Regions from separate parts of the Rattus norvegicus genome. Here region 2 is linked to region 1. The links are chromatin contacts, called in public Hi-C maps. All regions are on one chromosome and are shown on one strand. Each heading gives the region's core, a stretch centred on a gene start, on an enhancer-like site or on the middle of the called end of the contact. The rest is flanking DNA. Distances are from core to core; before and after follow the strand shown. Region 1 has its middle 18 kb from the start of Psen2. Region 2 overlaps Itpkb (inositol-trisphosphate 3-kinase B).

Region 1 (5,292 bases), core at 1,064-3,563:
CAGTTTCAGTGATCTGAGACAACGTACACCCATTCTCTTGTAGTTCTAAGGTCTAATTTTTGGAATCAGTCTCGCTGGGTTTCAGTGAAGTTGCTCACAGGCTGGCATCCATTCTAGAGGAGAACCTGTCCCCTTACCTTCTCAGCCACTAGACACTACCTGTCTCACAAGGACACCCTTCCCAGGACCATCTTATTATCCAGAGAACATTAACGTAACCACACCTGTGCAGTCTCTTTTACACACCAGGTGACAAAGTCCTGTGTCCCAGGGATCTATATGTGGGTATATTTGGGACCGCTGTTCAACTGCAGCACGGTTCAGAGGGCTGGCTGCACCAAGGCCTCTGTCCTGGTGAACCGACCACAGTCAGACTCCCACCTCTGTGGGTTGCCTCGGTGCTCTTTATATGTCTTAGCTGGGGAACAGAGGTATGCAGTGGTAGATCTGCCCAATCTGGGCACACAGTTTGCATTCATATTAATTGATTTGTGTTATCATAGCACCAGCTTATCTGGGTTACTGCAATATGCCTCCATCCTTTTGCCAATATCCCAAACGAAGAGAAGTTGGTTCAACACCACCAGATGCCATTGAACAAACTAGAAAGCTGTACTAGTCAGAGTTTTGTCAACCGGACACAAGTTACAATAATCCAGGAAGAGGTAACCTCAATTGAGAAAATGCCTCCAGCAGATTGGCTGGTGGGTAAGCCTTTAGGAATAGTTTCTTGATTCACGATTGATGTGGGCGCCCCAGACCTTTCTGGGTAGTGCTGCCCCTGGGTAGATGATCTTGGGTTGTATAAACCAGAGCTGACCAAGTCATGAGGAGCAAGCCAGTAAGCAGCACTCCTCCATAGCCTCTGCCTCCTGCCTCCGGTTTCCTGTCACGGCTTCCCTTCACACATGGTGGCATGTGACCTGAGATTTGTAGGATGAAATAAACCTTTTCCTCCCCAAAATCTAATGGTGATGTTCCATCACCCTAACTAGGGCAAGCCCTAGTAGAAGCCCTAACTAGGGCAAGGACCTAGCAATCTGTTTATTTCTTTTCCCAACGGCCCTGCTTCTTTAAGAGGGAGTTTTTGGTGTCTGAACCCCTGTGTGACTATGGGCACCAGTGCTGGGAGGCGGTGAGTCCTTACTGGAAAGCAAGGAGTAAGTGAGAAGGGATATCGGAAGGTGCCCCATCTCTGGGACTCAGAACTACACAAGAGAATGAAGACTCTGTCAGCTCACTACCATATTAAAACCGAAATGGCTCCAGAGGACAAGGTCTGATGGAAACTTTCTCGGCTTGTGGTTTGTCTGTTACCTGAAGAGCAGATAGAATGTTCAGGGGCAGGCAGATTGTGGGGCCACACCCTGGACCTCATAAGAAGGGGGAGCTATTTCTTTGGGGGTGGTGTTCTTTAACTCTTAGGAGGGTCACAGGATCCAAATATGTGAGGCAGGTTACACTGGAGAGACAGGAAAAGGGGTGCACAGGGCCTCCCACACAGAGCTTGGCTTTCCAGAAAGTACCACAGAGAGTGCAACTAGACAACAGCACACTCTTCACTTAGTCTGAAATGGTGTTTTGATTTTGAAGACTCAAAAATGTAAGGAAAGGCTGTATATTTCCTTCCCCTGTCCCAGCTCTTGATGGTGGTGACCTGCAAGGTGACCTCTCAGTCCCTTAGCGGGGCCTCCTACACCCACAAGGACCCTGATTTCCTGGGGATGTCATCCCAGATCCTTGGGGGAGAAATGTTCCCTTCGTTGTTTCAAACTGGATCGCCCATTTGAATGGTCAAGGCCTAAAGAGAGCCGCAACAGCAGCAAGCTCAACTAAACAGGAAAGGGGCGCCTCCCAGTGTTTCTGTAGAGATTGAACCAAAGGGTGCTGGCGCCCTCTAGCGGCAAAGAAGCTGCTTCCTGTCTGCCCAAGGACAAACAGGTTGTGCCTCTCCCAAGGCGGTCCTGGACCGCCACCCGCTTCCAGGATTAGGAGAAAAATGTATGCTGCTCGGGCCTCATGAACTTTGGTGGTTTTAGGATTCGTCGCTACTGTGTGAGGTAATGTGTGTGTTTTCACAAGAATCGCCTTCCAGCATCGCAGACTCGGGCCCCTGCATTATTTGTCAGAGAGGTAAAGACCTCTAGAGCTCCATTCATAATCGTGTAACATATGACCTGTAGACCTACTGTGAGGACCATATGACCGAAGTTCTCAAGGCTATTCTCTGGGGGCTCACACAGTTTTAGGACAGCTCTTCGGGGAAACTAAAGAACAGATCCCTCACAAGCCAAGGAATTTGTGTGAATCACCCACACACTCCCGGTGCAGAGCTCATACACCCGCTGGCTAAACTGTCCTCTGGGCTGAGGATGCCTACCCCGTTAGCTTAAGTCAGAGAGAAACCGTGCATACACAGTGGGGAGGGAATTGCAGAAAAGAATGGCCAAGGACCTGTTTAACATTTGAAAGGGACACCCGGGTCTTAGTTAAAGCTTAAGGAGCAAAGACAACACCTCATATTCACTAAGATGGCTTTTGGGGTAAAAATTGAAAGCTGCTGCCTGTTGAGGAAGCCAATATGGCTACTCCTGAAGCTGTAAGGCGCAGCTATTCCATTTCCCAGGATGTAACTGCCAAAGTTGAGAGCTCGCTCTCAAATATCAGCTCATGCACCCTCACAGCAGTGTTGATTACAATGTATAAGACATGGCGACTCAACTGTCCACCAGTGGGTGAGCAGGATAGTGTAGCCGCACAATTGGAAGACTATTCAGCTTAAAAAGAAAAAAGAAAAAAGAAAGTTCCAATCCATGCTGCATGTAGCAACCCTGAACACAGTATGCTAATGAAATGAACCAGACACAAGCAGGCTCATCACTAAAAATCATGTAGAGAGTGGTATGGTGGTTGCCAAGGTCTGGAGGAAAAGGGGGGAAGCGGGGCTTCAAATAGTTCCTTGCCCAGTTTTTGTTTTTCAGAATTTTGATTACCCCAAAGTCAATTATAGCTCCCCCCTCACACATCGAAACATATACAGAGAGAGAGAGAGAGAGAGAGAGAGAGAGAGAGAGAATGCCAGTAATAAGTTTATATGTTTAGATGATTCTCCATTCTGAGAAACATGACAAAATCTTCCACTGTCCTACCCTGTGCAGCTGAGACATTTCCTTTTTCACCAGTATATACTAATACACGGTGCTGAGACGGTTTGCATATGTTTGGCCCAGGGAGTGGCACTATTAGAGGGTGTGGCCCTGTTGGAGTAGGTGTGTCACTGTGGGTGTGGGCTTCCAGAACCTCATCCTAGCTTCCTGGAAACCAGTATTTGGCTAGCAGCCTTTAGATGAAGATGTAGAACTCTCAGCTCCTCCTGCACCATGCCTGCCTGGATGCCGCCATGCTCCCACCTTGATGATAATGGACTGACCTGTAAGCCAGCCCCATTTAAATGAGAGTTTAATTCATCACATCCTTATAAGAGTTGCCTTGGACATGGTGTCTGTTCACAGCGGCAAAACCCTAAGACAGCAGCCTTCTCAGCTCTATCGGCCCAGTGCTGCAGTGCTTGTGTTCCGGGATGTTTATTTTTCTTGCCAATGACCTCAAATGTTAATGATAGAAAGAAGGCACCAGCGTGCAAACAGGCAAAGACGAATTAGCTCTGATCCCATGAGCCAATGCTGTACAGCACATGGGAAGAGAAAGAGGTGTGCACATGGTTCAATACTGTTTATGGTTCATGGAAAGCCACATGATACTGTATCACCCGTGGTGCAATTGAACCTGTGTTCTCTGAAAGAGCAGTGAGTGCTTGTAACTATTCAGCCATTTCTCCACCTCAGGGGCAGGGAACTCAAGGAATTCTCTGTACTCTATGCTCAATTATTCTGTGACCCTGAAAGTGTCCTAAAATCTTTAACCTTTCAAAAAAGTTCTAGAAGAGGATAGAGGCAATTGTGTCACTCCATGAATGCTCTTACAGTCATGGTGACTGCCTAAGAATGGGTAAACGGTGATAAATCTTATTTCCTGTGCATTTTACTACAGTTAAACAGATAGAATAGTCAGGTGTGGTGGTGCATCCCTGAAATCTAAGCAAGTGGGAAGTGGGAGAAGGAGGAGGAGGAGGAAAAAGAGGAGAAAGAGGAGGAGAAGAGGGAGGGAGGGAGGGAGGCAATAAAGCCAATGAAGTACAGAAAGAATGAATGCTGGTTAGAGTGGAGTCATAAATAAACAGGAGAAAAATGAGTCAGAATTGAATAGTAATTTAGGGACCAGATACAAATGCACATTCAGAAATGCCATAAATGAAGTTACAGGAATAGTTCTTTTAATATATATTAAAGTGGTTTATGTTAACAAAATAAAACATTTGAATTTTTAAAAAAAGCGCAACTGAGAGAATGATTTTCAAGCAAAGTCAGAAACCATGAGCAGGCACGGGTGAGGAAAATCAGAGGCTGGCAAACACTCTTTAGCTCTGGCAGGAACATCCTGGTACCCTGGAGGGGCAAGTCAGGGATGGAGGGATGTGTGTAAAATGTAAGGAACTCAGCCCGAGACCCAGGAGGATCTGTTACTGTTTGTTCTGCCTGCCTACCTGTCCGTCTGTCTGTCTGCCTGCCTGTCTCTCTGCCTGTGTATCGTCTATTTATCAATCTATCATTCATCCATCTAATCTACATTAAAATATTTTTATTTATTCTTTGATAATTGTATACATGTATACAATGTATTTTGACCAGGCCTGCTCCCCCTGCCCCACACCACCCTTACTCCTGCCACCCCCTCACCTAACAGCATCCCCCTCCCAACTTCATTTTCTCTTCTTTTTCTTTTCTAATTCTTGTCTCTCAGCTCTTGTTCTTAGCCCTCGGAGGTGGGGAGATGGGACCTTTTTACGTTTTGGGAGGTTCTTGTTTAAGTGACTTGGTCCAATCTTTGTTAAAAGCGGGTCTTAAAAAGAAGTAGTGTAGGAACGGCTCTAGACGACTCAGGAGGAGCCTGATGAAAGTTAGGCTAAGCAAAGAACCCTTGCCAATACCAACCAACCCATACACACTCACACCTCTGCTGGCAAAATGTCCCAAGAATCTGCAGCTCGTTCTCTTTAATGTTCTCACAGGTGACACATCTTTGTCTTTTCTGAGGCAGACTGGGGTTTTGGCCAGAAGTTACTCAGAACCAACTATTAGGAAGTAGGAAAATGAAACTGATTTCCCCTCGTTGGGGTTACCCGTTGAATCAGACAGCAATTTTAACAGAAGGAATCCAAAAGGGCACTGGGCA
Region 2 (5,292 bases), core at 1,060-3,559, 140 kb before region 1:
CATGTGCAGCCAGGACACTAGGGAGTGCGGCAAAGAAAGATCTCCCACTAGAGACCTTGCTTCAGGTAATCCCCCACCCCAGCCGACTTTCCTGAGCTGCTACCAGAGGGGCCTGAAATCCCTGCAAACGAGTCTTTGCTGTTGTTGCCCAAGAACCAAGGTTGAGGTGTCCCTCGTGTTCCTGGGTCTCCCCATCAGGCGACCCAGCAACGCTGTCTCTTATGTGAAGGTCACCGCTTGGCTTCTCCCTCCTTCTTCCAGAACTAAAAATGACAGCAGTGAGGAAGAGGAGGAGGAGGAGGGGGAGAAGGAGGAAGAGGAGGAAGAGGAGGAGGAAGAAGCAGATGGGGAAATGCCTGACCACACAGAGCCCATGCCTGCACCAGGAGCTGGCCCGCCTCAGCCTCCCTCCAACTCAGAAGACTGAGAGGGAAGTAACAATAGTCGGAAGCTGGGAGTGGCTACCAGGAAGAGCCAGGGGGGCTCTGTCCTCTCCTGGACACTTCCTCATGGAAAAAGGCAGAGGACAGAGGACATTTAGCTTTGTCTGGGAAAGGGAGCTAGGCACTGTGGCTCTCCCACAGCCCTCCCCAGACCCCCTCCTTCCCTATCTCCCCAGAGATTTTATTTTTACTTTGGTAAATGCAAAAAAACAAGGCTGAGACACTGGAGGGTGGAAATTTACTGAGGGCCCTTGTTGGGCAGCAGACAATCAGTCCAGCACTCAGTCTTAGGGCTGATCTCTCAGACAAGATGGGTAGGGGGGATCCCAACACACCTCCTAGGGAGAACTTTATAGAGTTAGGGGCCAGAGTGCTCAGTTCCTTCTCCTTTGCCTGAGGGGACTGCAGGGTAGGGCAGAGCCACAGCACATGGAAATGGTGATAACCAACTTGCGTACTAAGGACTGTTGACAGGCAGATGCAGTGCTAAGCATTTGATATGTACAGTGAATGTATGCTCTCAGGATTCCATTTTACAGATGTGAACACTGAGGCACACAGAGATTAGACTGTTTGCCCGGGTGCTAGAGATGGTAAGTGGCAAATCCCTTGAGAGTCCCAGGTCTGCATCACTCAACTAGGCTATCTCCTTTGTCATTTATAATGTGTAAGTTTATAGCCAGATGAACTTGGGCTCAGATCCTGTTAGTCCTGCCTGAAGATCATGGGCAGGTTACTAACCCTCTCTGGGCTTCAGTTCTCTTCATCCTTGTGAAGTGGAAATACCTCTTGGCCAACACCATCAGCCAACAAATCTCAAATCGAACTTTGCCTGTGTGGGTCCTACTACAGTCAGAAACGCTCACCCTCTTTCATGTTTGGTCTGCTCTCTCAGCCCCTAACAACCCAAGCCTGCAGGAGATGGTGCCCAGCAAAGGTAGCTGTCAGCTGGCTTGGCAGGTGTCAGCAAGAGGTCCCGACACCCTCCGACCCCACTCTGCCCTCAGCCTGAATCCCATCTTTCAGGAGGGGAGGAGAAGGCCAGTCAGACTCCCTGCCAGAGGAATGGCTTGCTCCAAACACCGGAGCCACTTCTGAGCATCTGCAAGCATTCACAGGCTATTCAGATCCCAGAGTCTGGCACAGAGGCCACCTGAGGCCTTCTAATCCCATCCCAAGCCGGCCCCCTCCCCCAGGGCTGCTGTGAGCACCTTTACTCTTCTGTTCCTGAGGCAGAAGGCCACAGGCTCTTTGGGTGGACACACACACACACACACACACACACACACACACAGACACACACAGAGACTGTTTTCTCCTGGCTGGAAGATGACATTTTAGAAAGCCAGGCATTGGAAAGGAAGTTCGCCACAGAAAGCAGAAGGAGCTCGAAGTCACCTTTGCCCGCCCCTTTCACAAGCGGCTTGCAGAAAGAAAGCTGCTTCTGAAACACAGCCTCTGTAGCACTGGCACTCAGAGCCACTGAGATGGAGACGCTTCGGGTTACAAGTGCAAAAGCCCAAGGACACAGGTGGACAAGCAGAGGGGACAAGGCTGAGTACTGGGAACTCCCACCTAAGGAATTTCCAACAAGGAAACTTTTGAGGAAGGGCTTACAGGCGGATCACACAGCTATTTTTAGAAAATTATTTCCAAGCAAGGCACACTGGAGCAATTCATATTTCTGAGAGGTAGCGCTGAGCTGCCCCTGGCTAAGGGCACTTGGTAATGCAGCTCAGACCTGCTGGGCACCAAAATCCCCCAGCCGCCTGCCTTCCGCCTTCTGAAGACACTTCTGCAGCCCTGTCCCGGCAGAGCTGATTTGCACCTCTCCACTGGGCCGTGAGTCACCCAGTTTCCCTCTTCTGACAGCCTGTTCCCGGTCTCAGTTCAGCTACCATGCTCTTGTTCACGTGCAGACCGTTGGAGGCGAGGCACAGGAAACGGGTTGCCAAAAAGGCACACTAGTGAACCCCAAGTACGAGCAAGATTCGTCACCCTCAGAACATGAGGCCCGGGTCATCCCGACATCTATGAGGATGTGTGACTTTCATAAACAGTCTGACTCATCACTGGTCCTCCTGTATCTGTCAACGTGGGGCCCTGCTGGTGGCAGTGGGCACTTACTTAGCTTGTTCTCCCCTGCGGTGTGAGGCTACCACGGGGCCATCCCAGAGATAGCACACTTGCCTCTCTCATTCAGAGGAGCAAACAGGGACATATTTCACCTCTGCTAGTGTCCCAGAGGGGACAGAACTGGGGATCGTGCTACACCCATCACCCTGGCAGCCTGTATGCCCACTGAAGTGGGGAGTGGGGTCTCCCACTCAGTAGAGCAGGGGCACTCAGTGTTTCATTCACTTTTTGCCTTTGGTTACAGGGACTTTAACATTTGTTTGTCAAGACATCGCCAAGCATCTCAAGATCATCAGTGACCAAAAACAATAAACGCGGCAGCAACACTTGTGTGTCACTACCCCAGGGAGACAGAGTTCTTGGTCCACACAAGAGTCCCCTTCTTGTTTGCTCAGCTTATAGAAGGCTCCTGGTACCTTATAGAATGGGTCTATAAGACCGTTGCGGCTCTTTCCCACTGGGTAGGGGAATGAAACTCTGAGGGGTGTGAGCAAGTCATTTGGAAACATCTGGAATGACAGAGGCCAAGGAATGATACTTGAGTTGAGGAACCTCCTAGCTAAGGGTCTCAACCAGAAGGCCTTCTCTGCAGTGTAGGCCCAGCTCTCCGAGGCAGGGCTGAAATGCCTTTGAGTACCTAAGGAGAGGGACACCCTTGCCGATGCCCACCTGCTGTCTGTCTGTCTGGGCAGGGTGCTTGTCCGAGGGTGGGGGTAGAGCATCCTATGAACCCTTGAGTCCGGCTAGGGCCTGAGAATGGCAGAGGGTGAACAAAGTGTCCCAGGACCTCCGTCCTCTCCCAGTGACCAGAGCCTTGTCTGGTAGCCGGGGCCCCCTCAAGGTCTCTGGGGACAGCCCATATTTAGGAACTGTAGCATCTCTTCTAGGGAACAGAGCAGCTAGCTGATTTATCCCCCTTAACTTTTGATGTTATTATTAGGCACATCTGTCTCTGAGTGAGGTCACCAAGGAAAAAAACCCAACCAGAGGAAAATAGTTTCAAGCGGTCGTCATTTCAATCTTCGGAAAAGGAAGCAAGTGGATAAACTAACTACCAGAAGATTCCAGAATTCAGGATGAGCAAAGAGGAAAATGGAAAGTACGTGCTCTGGGAACGGGGCGGCTGGGCTGCATGCACGGAGCACCCACAAGCTGTTTCCGCTTCCCTTTCGCGGAGCCTAGCTCTTTCCTTTTCCCTAACACAAAGGCCAGTCAGAGCCACTCTCCCCAATGCTTGCTCAAAGATCCAGGAGATCCTATTAGTGCCCAGTGACCAGCTGATATGGGACAGGGCTTCCCCACTGGTAGCCATCAGACTTAACGCAGTTCAGCTGTAGCGCCCCACCCCCCTTCTTTCTAAATTAGTTGCCAAAAATTGTAAATGAGACTTCACATGAAAGTCCAGTGCTGGGGTTGGAGAGATGGCTCAGTGGTTAAGAGCACTGACTGCTCTTCCAGAGGTCCTGAGTTCAATTCCCAGCAACCACATGGTGGCTCACAACCATCTGTAATGGGATCTGAGGCTCTCTTCTAGTGTGTCTGAAAACAGCTATAGTGTACTCATATAAATAAAATAAATCTTAAAAAAAAAAAAAGAAAGTCCAGTGCCTCTTTGACACACAGAGTCTGCGTTCCTGGTAGCCTGGGATTCAGTAGTGGCGGCTTGGGACGGGGGTCTACTTTTAACCTATCATCACCAGCCTGGCCCCTGATGGCACTTACATTCACAGGCAACCAACCATGAATGTGCCAAAGAAAGCCCAAAGACCCAGGCCTCCAACACGGCGTGGGCTCTTTCTCCGTCTGTAAAGAGATGAAAGTGACTGGCACCTGTGGCTCTTATTCTATAGTGAGGATGCAGAAGGAAAGCAAGAGAAGGGTTTCAGGAGCTGAGCACCGCTCCACAAGCTGGGTGGCATGTGGCCACATGGGTACAGAGACTAAGGCACACACTGAGCTAGCCAGCCTCTTGCATTGGAGTAGTAGCCAGGGAGAGGACAGGAGAACAAACACACCGGAAGCCTCAGAGGTCACCTAGGAGGGTAGAAAGAGGAGCTGAAGGTTTGGAACTTGCCAAGTACACCTGGTACCTGGATTGGGTACCCAGTCCCACTGCTTTCCTAGGCCTGGGGCCAAGGACACTGGATCTCACTCATTCCATACATCCCTCTCTCTTACACAAAGCTCAGCTCTGCCAGACCCTCGAAGACAGAGACCAAGCTAGGCCTGGGGACTCTCCTGGGTTCCTACCCTCCATGTTTCTCTGTCTGTCTGTCTGTCTGTCTGTCTGTCTGTCTGTCTGTCTCTGCAAGGCTGGCTTATTCGTGTTTGCCTAGATGTGCCGTACTGCTGGTTCTGGGGCGGCCTGTCACCCGGAGGACAGTGATTTATTGTTTAAATGGTGCCCCTCAACCCCTCCACCTTCACCTTCGCAGGTCGTGTCCATTTCCCACTGAGGCCCCCCCTGAATGGTTTCTCCTTGAAGGATTTACACACCACACACAGCCCACAATCCCTCTGTCACCTACTTAGAGCTCATTCAGAAGGGTCTGATTTTACTACGAGCATCAATTCCCCACAGAATGATTCCCGCAGGCAGGACCCCAGGGCCTGGTGACATACTTCCTTCCCAGAGTCGAGAGCTAATGAATGCAAGCAAACTGACCTAGCTCCTGGCTGAGAAGACTAAAACGGGGATCCTGCTCAGTATCTA

What was found. A called contact is a pair of places that touch in the nucleus more often than the background predicts.
Region 2: a contact with region 1 is called in a Hi-C map of Schwann cells, with 4 times the contacts expected there. The contact joins two enhancer-like sites. A contact is called at or near these places in 10 of 12 Hi-C or Micro-C datasets (the A7r5 cell line, the Rat2 cell line, Schwann cells and 6 more) and 1 of 1 datasets of contacts at active chromatin or transcription factors (oligodendrocytes).

What each region holds. Positions count from the first base shown.
Region 1 is chr13:94,532,427-94,537,718 of GRCr8, reverse strand. No RefSeq gene overlaps it. Among named protein-coding and RNA genes, the nearest start is that of Psen2, 18 kb to the right of the region's middle. Within about 2 kb of position 2,313, at least 17 of the 93 cell types and tissues checked have an H3K27ac peak or open chromatin away from gene starts, as enhancers often do. A contact at or near this core is called in Schwann cells, where this site is marked.
Region 2 is chr13:94,671,023-94,676,314 of GRCr8, reverse strand. The region is part of intron 2 of Itpkb (inositol-trisphosphate 3-kinase B); the gene reads right to left. Among named protein-coding and RNA genes, the nearest start is that of Itpkb, 73 kb to the right of the region's middle. Within about 2 kb of position 2,309, at least 42 of the 93 cell types and tissues checked have an H3K27ac peak or open chromatin away from gene starts, as enhancers often do. A contact at or near this core is called in Schwann cells, where this site is marked.